Regions from separate parts of the Gossypium arboreum genome. Here region 2 is linked to region 1. A link is a contact called in public Hi-C data. All regions are on one chromosome and are shown on one strand. The core of a region is the stretch at or near the end of the contact, and the rest is flanking DNA. Distances in the headings are between cores, read along the strand shown. Region 1 has its middle 33 kb from the start of LOC128290602. Region 2 overlaps LOC108489301 (serine/threonine-protein kinase STY46-like).

Region 1 (3,965 bases), core at 880-3,379:
GTACACCTTCGCCAAAATGTCCGATGCTTCTTTAGAAGTTGTCGCACTCGTAATCTTCTCAAAGCTCGGAACAGCATGTACAATGCCGCTTTATCTTTCGAACGTATCTCTTTCAATGTCTTATTTTGAGCCGCCGTATATCCTACGGTAGTTGTTGGTTCCACAAAACCTTCTTGGACCACCTCCCAACCATCTTAAGACCCGAGAAGAGCTTTCATTTAGATGCTCCAATTCTCGTAGTTCGCCTTCGTTAGTCGGGAGTGGCACATTACTAGTCACACTCTCCATGGCTCTGATACCAAATTGAAAAAAATTGCTTAAGACAGAACAAAAAAAAACTTTTGTTTTTAACTTTTAAACTTTCTTACTTTTTCTTTCTCTGTCTTATATCAAATGCTTACAAACTATTTATAGACTATTGCCCTTAAAGAAAACTGAAAATATTAAAATATAATAATAGCAATAAACCAATAACTCTTGACATTTCATTCTCCTAAAAAAAAACTTCTAAATTAAACCCATTAAAATCACATTTAACGTTTAATCAACAACTTTATCAAAATCAACTGTGATGCGTCGTTCTTGTCTCACTCTAATTCGGCAGGCCTAGCAATAGTGGCTAGGAATAGCAATGGAGACGTCGTTGATGGAATCAACATTCAAACACGTTTGTCAAATGTGTTTGTAACGAAGATTTAGCGATAAGGCTTGGTTCCTCTTTGATTAATTATCATGGTTGGGGAAATATCATTGTCGAATCTGACTGCTTTCGAGCTATCCAAATGTTAAAAAGGAAAGGTTCATAAATTTGGGGATATCATCACTCAAACAACAAGCACCAGTAGCATTTGTTTTAATTTTGTTCATAGAAGTGGCAGGAGGCCAAGAAAGAAGTGCAATTGGCACATATTCACCACTTTGGTGTTAGTCATTTCGTACTAAACTTGTAATTTTACAATGTTGAATGAATTTATCTTTTGGATAAAAAAGAAAAAGAATATTAAGAAATAAAAGAAAAGGAAGCATGAAGAAAAAAGCCCCAGACAAAAGCTGGTGTATATTCTTTCACTTTTTCTTTTCTTTTTCATTTTGTAAATATTTTCTTTTATCATGAAATGAAAGCAACGTCACATGCAAAGTGAAACCCCCTTACTAACTTACAAAATCTCATGCTCCTCCTCCTTTTCCATTCCTTATTTAGCTACTAACTTTATGCCCTAATCCTATTACCAATTTCAACATCTTACAAATCCCTTTTATCCATCAACTTTTGAATTCCACAACTCCTACCAATTCTCACTCCACATATGATTCAACTTAATTTTCATGTAATTAGTTTTTTTATAAATTAATTAGTCAAAATAAAACTCTAAACCTAAAATTTTAAAAATTTTCAAAACTTATGGGCTCGTTAAAGTCATTGAAATGGAAGTATTTGGTTAGCAGTAGCATTCGGTACGGTTATCACTAACGTTACATTCGCCATTTATTAACATAACTTGGCTAATAAGTATATAACAATGTTGATAGAGAAAACTTTTTTTTTTTTTAATTTATAAAAATTGCCTTTCAATCCGATTTAATGGTATGTAGTCGTGCACGCATACATATATCAATGTGAAAATAAAATAAAAATAATTTATTTTTAAAATATTATTATTATTTAAAAAAATATTACAAAGCTATTAAGTTTTTCCATTAAAAAAAAAGTAACTTGATAATTTTCCCGGAAAGGACAAATAAATTAAACCATTGGGAAAATCCTTCTTTAATTACTTCCATAACACAGCCAACCAAACTTCAAAGATCATAAATGAAAAATAAAAATACAAAATGGAAGCATTTCAATTAAAAGAAAATGTGCTTTTATTTTTTTTCTCTTGTTGTGTGTGTTTTTAAAGGCATGATTACAAGCTTCAACGAACCCTTGAAGAAATCAATGATTCTCAAATCCCAAACTGCCTAACGTTACAGATTTCACAATGGGGATTTGGGCTCTTTTTTTTTGCAAGCCATACTGGCCTATGTTTTGCCGTATTGGGAGTTAGGCCCAAAGAGGGTGGGACTATTGATTGAGGTTGATTGAGTTGGGCCCATACTGGCCTACTAATGCTCTCCTTTACGTTCATTTTTTTTCTCCATCTGGTCTTTTACTTGAGAGTTATATATGATTTTCTTGGCGGGCTAGGTATCAGTAGGATCTAGTCTTTGACATTTTTTTTTTCGTTTTGTTTTGTATTTATTGACAAGCTGAGCTTCAGAATAGAAGCCTGAATTTGATCTAGAAATTGATGAAAAGAGAAAATCGTCAGATGCAGATGTGAAAAGCAAGGTGATTGAAGTTTAGAAGAAGGAAGCTGAAGTAAAACACATGCAAGAAAATATTTTTAAATGAGAGCAGGCATTAGATAATAAATTGGAGAAACTACAAGAGAAAGAAAAGGAACTTGAATTAAAAGTGAAAAACCAAAAGGAAAGGGAGAAGACCATCAAATCTTGCTAACAAGGAACAACTTTTTATTTAAAATATAATAAAAAGAATGATAATGATAAATACAATAAAAAGAGAGGGTAATTTTGTCCTAAAATTCATATTTCGTCCTGAAACTTAGATTACTTTAAAAAGAGGCCATAATAAAATTACACATTATATTACAAGATGATTGTAATGTGAGGTTATGGTGTTAACGTAAAGCCAAAGTAGCCTATTTAGCTATTGAGTATCGTCTCCACAGAGATTGACTATGTAAATCAAGTATTGCAAAATTAATTATTGGCAAATTGGTTGGTGATGAAAATAAATTTAAGTGATGGGTTCGATTAAATTAAACTAACCTAAATATACTTAAAATTAAATAAATAAATGAAGGAATGAGTATGCAAGTCTTTTAGAGAAATCACAATATCATGCATGTGTAAGAATAATTCTCCTTTCTAACTTAAAAACATTTAAATACTGCTAATGATGTTATAGGAAATTCCATGGCAACTTGGTATTTATTAATCTTATTTAGTTACGAGTACTTTGGCTTCTCTCAAAGTCCAAAGTTTAATCTCTTGTCTGCATATGCCTATGTCTATTACGACTTTAAGATTACATTTCAGGAATCGCTTAAGAATTCAACTTATTAAATTATTAAGTATAACATATGTCTATGTCAACCACTTAGTAAATTCATTAAGCAGAAAAATAGATTAATGTGAGGTAACAGTAATATTTCTACACTGAAACAGTTTAATCACATTAATCCTAGGATTATGCAATGTAATAAGGTTCTCTCGAGTTTGTCTCGAATTATTACAAACTTTAACCTAATTCTCTTAAATATAGATTAAGTAGGCACCATTCAAACAGTGTGTCAATTAATTACAATACGATTAGGCTTTAATAATTAATTCAGTTGCATTCCCCACATTTATAATGCATGAATAACATAATTATAATTTTATCTAAATGCATAAACAGTTAAGGCATATAACATCACTAACAACATAAATAATCTAAGTTATAGAAATTAAATTATTCTAACACTGAAGGAATTAAGCAACCATAATTATATTAAAAATATAAACTTTAGTTGCAAACAATTTTCTTAAATTGAACGATAAGAAATTACAAGAGTAAAGGGAAAGAAATGCAAAGTCATTTCAAGTGGTTCTCCGTGGCATAACTTCCTTGCTCCTCCTTTGTGCTTCACTCCTTGCCATGTTATTAAACCAAAAATGGCTGAAAGGGCTGCTATCAAATCCTTGCACAAGTCACTTGAAAAGTGGAAAAATGGGAAAGGAAAACAAAGAGAGAAAAGAGAGAAAGATGGATGAATGAGGGATGATGAAATGAGGGGGTAATGGTTGGTATTTACAGGGGCAGCTTGCATTTGCTAAAAATAGCAACCAATCTCCATTCCCATGGCCAACCACCTTGAGAAGAGGAATGAGTAGGATGACTTTGCTAAAAATAGCAA
Region 2 (3,965 bases), core at 589-3,088, 270 kb after region 1:
TATAATCCTTTTAATCGTGTATGTTGGTGATATTGTCATTACTGGAAGTAATATTGCAGGCATTTCATCTTCGAAATTTTCTTCTTCATATTCAGTTTCAAACTAAAGATTTGGAGTACTTGAAGTACCTCTTTGGGGTTGAGGTCACATGAAGTAAGAAAGGTGATGTCTGTCTCAGAGAAAATATGTTCTCTATCTATTGGTAAAAATAACGAAAGCACACCAATAATGCCTCATCTACAACTCACATATATTGCTCACCCTGTGCTAGTTCATTTCATCTCCAATTGTTAATCATTGGGAAATCTTGGAACAAATTGTATGTTATTTGATGGGAAGTCATAGACGGCTATTGTATAGGAATCATCGACACACCAATATTGAATGTTTTGTTCTTAAGCAAATTTGGCAAGATCCAAAGTCAACAAAATATCCACTATGGGATAATACATTTTTATTAGAAGGAATTTAATTTCGTGGAGAAGCAAGAAACAAAATGTAACGTACCAATCTAGTGCAAAATCTAAATCTAAAGTCATGGCACAACTTGTGAGTGAAATAATATGGGTATACAGACTATAGAATGAAGTTGATCTTAAAGACTATTACCAACGAAAATATAACGTGATCATCAAGTTGCTCTTCATATTATTTCAAATATTGAATTTCACAACTTTTGAGATAAATGGTCATTTCATTTATCATGAAAAAATTCAAGAAAAATTCCTTCACAATATGTGTGAAATTTGGAAATCAACTATGAGATATTTTCATAAAAACTCTTAATGGAGCTCAAGTGTATTATATTTGTAACATTTACACTCTTTAACTTGAGGGAGATAATGAAATATAGCTTATACATAAAAATCTTAAATATTAATAGATTGATTTGTAGAACTGTATGGTTCAGATATTTTCTTTCTATTTTCTAGCTTTTCTAACGTGTATCGTTTGAGTGGAATAATATATAAGCAATTACTTTATTCGTCTGTACCGCCTACATTTTTCATTATTTTCGTAAATATTAACAAAGTCGATTTACGAAGTATAGCATTGGAAAGTTATTAAGTGTATCCTTAAATATCTGAAAGGAACCCTATATCAAGGGTTACTGTTCTAGCCATGCAAAAATTTAATTTCTGGTAGGCTACTCATACTCATATTGAGGCAATTGAAACAATTTATGCTGAATATTGATTGTTCCTAAACATTGGCTGAAGCTCCAAGAAGCAAGTGGTTGTATCTCAGTCTTCAGCAAAAGCTGAATATTGACGCTAGGCAAACACTGTGTGATGATGAGGATCATGTTACAGCTATATGAGATGGGTATCAACTTGCCACATGTACCTAGATATGGTGTGCTACCACCAATGCTGTGACCCACGCTGCAAATCTTGTCTAGCATGCACTAATGAAGCATTGTAGCTTTGTTCGTGAAAAGGTAGTGGAAGGAATGATTGAAGTCAATTATGTGCTAGCAATTGATAAAATTGCTGATGAACCCTAGTATGCCCACAAGGACACCAAAAGAGGGCAGCAGTGACCTAATATGGGCAATTGCGTTTTCAAACCATTCAGTGAAGCTGTAGAAACAATAAAGTGGCAACTCCCAATGGCGGAATCATGGAGCTATCACCACCCATCACCGCCATGTGCATAACCAAAAAGTTCCCAGACATGGCCATTTACCACACCCTACTAACTACCTCACAACAAAAAGCAGCCAGTATATAAAAACAAAAAGCTCCGCGCAGGCCAACTTACCTACCCCTCAACAACAACGATCTTGTATCCACTTCTTCGTCTCCATATCAAATGTTGAAGAGAACCGACACGGAGGAGTCAGCAACACCCAGAGTGTGAAAGGTGAAGTTGGTGATAAGTCCGGACAAGTTGGCTGAAACCATGGCACAGGAGGCTCAAACGGAGACATTGATTGAGCGTGAGGACGATTCTAATGTTGGAATGGGGTGCCAAATTCTGATCAATGATGTGTTTCTTGTGGCGGGAAATGATTATTGAGAAATTATGCTCAAGATAGATGGTGTCCCCGTTATTTCTGTACAAATTAAAGAGATGATATTTTTATGTTTAAATTAATTTTGGGTATTTATTTTAGATTTGTGAAATTAACTATCCACTCCTACAGTTTTGATCTATCTTGGAAATCAAGGATGCCTTGGTTAACCATTGCCATAAATCAAATGATTCATGGATGGCAAGTTCAAATGGCAACATGAGTTTTTCTTCCCTAATTATTTCAGGTTCATAGCTAATCCTGCCAAGAATATCGGTTCCAAAATTTGTATCAGTGTTGTTTCCTTGGAAGTGTAATCTGACTTACATTACAATTAATTAACTACTCAAAGAATAGAACTTAAATACAATGTACTAACTACGAGAAAAAAAAAAAGTAAACTAGTGGGAAAAAAATAGTGGAGAAAAAATGTATCCATTAAAGAATCAAGTTCTTTTAATCCAAAATAACAACAAATAAATGAAAGTACTTTAAGAACGGTGATATAATAGCCAGAAGAAAACTATCACCTAGCTAGGAAATTTCGTATCATATTTGCATTTAAGCATATTTTTTTCTTTCTACACCATGTTCAAGTAAGAGAGTGTTATTACAAAAACAAAACAGACAACCAAAAAAGAATTACGAATCAGCATTTTGTTTAGGGTGTCCCTTCCGTGTGTAGTTATACTTACTATGTGATGAAAAGATATATTAAAATGTGTCAATCTGGTTACTTACATAACAAAAATCTTCAGTTCCCATTTACTGCTTCTGTTGTTTCCTGTAATTTTACACTTTATTAAATGCAAAGAAATCACTCTTCAAAGAAAGTAAAAGTTTATTGTGAAGATTGTATACCTCAACTTCCTCAAAAAGTGTCTCAAGCTCAGTTGTTATCTCCGAGAAGGACGGTCGCTTGTCAGGAGCCGCTTCCCAACATCTCTGCATCAAATCTAAGAGTTTTGGATGTGCATTCTCAGGTAGTTCCGGACGCAGGCCCTGAAAAATAACAAAAAAGACGTAAGAAAAGCTTTTGCCCCCATGTTAACAGCCCCAGATTTATTAACATAACAGATTGAAGCTCTCTTTGGGTGTGTATTAAGCAGGCTTCAAAGCACCCAAAGGGAGTCAGAGACTCAGAAGATAAGTACATTTCAGAGCAGATAGCATGCTAGAAAAATGGATCTCAAGAATATATTGCGAAAGCTATAAAGTATCTGATGGACACTCAAACTGCACATATTCCTTACTAAATGAAAGGGAAGCCACCTTAACATCATGCTCAAAATTGGACAAAACAAATCCATAAAACATTACAAAGACAATAGCTTCGATCCAATGCATGATGTAGTAATAATATGAGTAAAAAAGGAAACTAAATTCAATAAAAGATCTCAGTTACTGGAAAAATTCTTAAGCTTGATATGAAATTATGGTACAGTTGAGGTTATTGTTTAATTCCCGAAATATAAATGCTGACCTGTCTCACTCCCAATGCAGCTTGTAGTGGTGTCATGGTATCGTAAGGAACCTGCAGTATCAAGGAAAAAATTTATCAATAGTTTCCAAACGTTTTAACATCGAATTGTTCATCAACTCTGTATAATCTCAGGAAAATACCTTGGCTGACACTAGCTCCCACAGTACAACAGCAAAACTGAATACATCAGCTTTTTGATCATAGGGCTGATGGTTTATAACCTAGTGGGAGTAAAATAAAGTAAGATGATTATACAATACCTAACAAAAAGTTGAACAAAATGATGGTTAACGTACAAAGCAAGGAAAAAATGTGATAAATGACCAGGTGTATAACATATGAACTGAAAAATGAAAACTGTAGCTCATTTAATTTTTGCGATAAAACAGACGGAAGGAACAAAGTATCTGAATATTAGAGCGATTATAAAAAGAACAGCAATAGAGGTAATTTCCACAAATTTTC

The links. A called contact is a pair of places that touch in the nucleus more often than the background predicts.
Region 2: a Hi-C map of leaf shows a contact between it and region 1, with 2.7 times the contacts expected there. The contact joins two enhancer-like sites. A contact is called at or near these places in 2 of 5 Hi-C or Micro-C datasets (both in leaf).

Annotation. Positions count from the first base shown.
Region 1 is chr3:126,729,227-126,733,191 of ASM2569848v2, forward strand. No RefSeq gene overlaps it. Among protein-coding and RNA genes, the nearest start is that of LOC128290602, 33 kb to the right of the region's middle. Within about 2 kb of position 2,130, at least 2 of the 2 cell types and tissues checked have an H3K27ac peak or open chromatin away from gene starts, as enhancers often do. A contact at or near this core is called in leaf, where this site is marked.
Region 2 is chr3:126,995,178-126,999,142 of ASM2569848v2, forward strand. It overlaps LOC108489301 (serine/threonine-protein kinase STY46-like), which reads right to left. Exons shown (of 16, transcript XM_017793745.2): 13 at 3,641-3,721; 14 at 3,501-3,551; 15 at 2,879-3,019; 16 at 2,519-2,801. The coding sequence ends at 2,772. Among protein-coding and RNA genes, the nearest start is that of LOC128290640, 2.9 kb to the left of the region's middle. Within about 2 kb of position 1,839, at least 1 of the 2 cell types and tissues checked has an H3K27ac peak or open chromatin away from gene starts, as enhancers often do. A contact at or near this core is called in leaf, where this site is marked.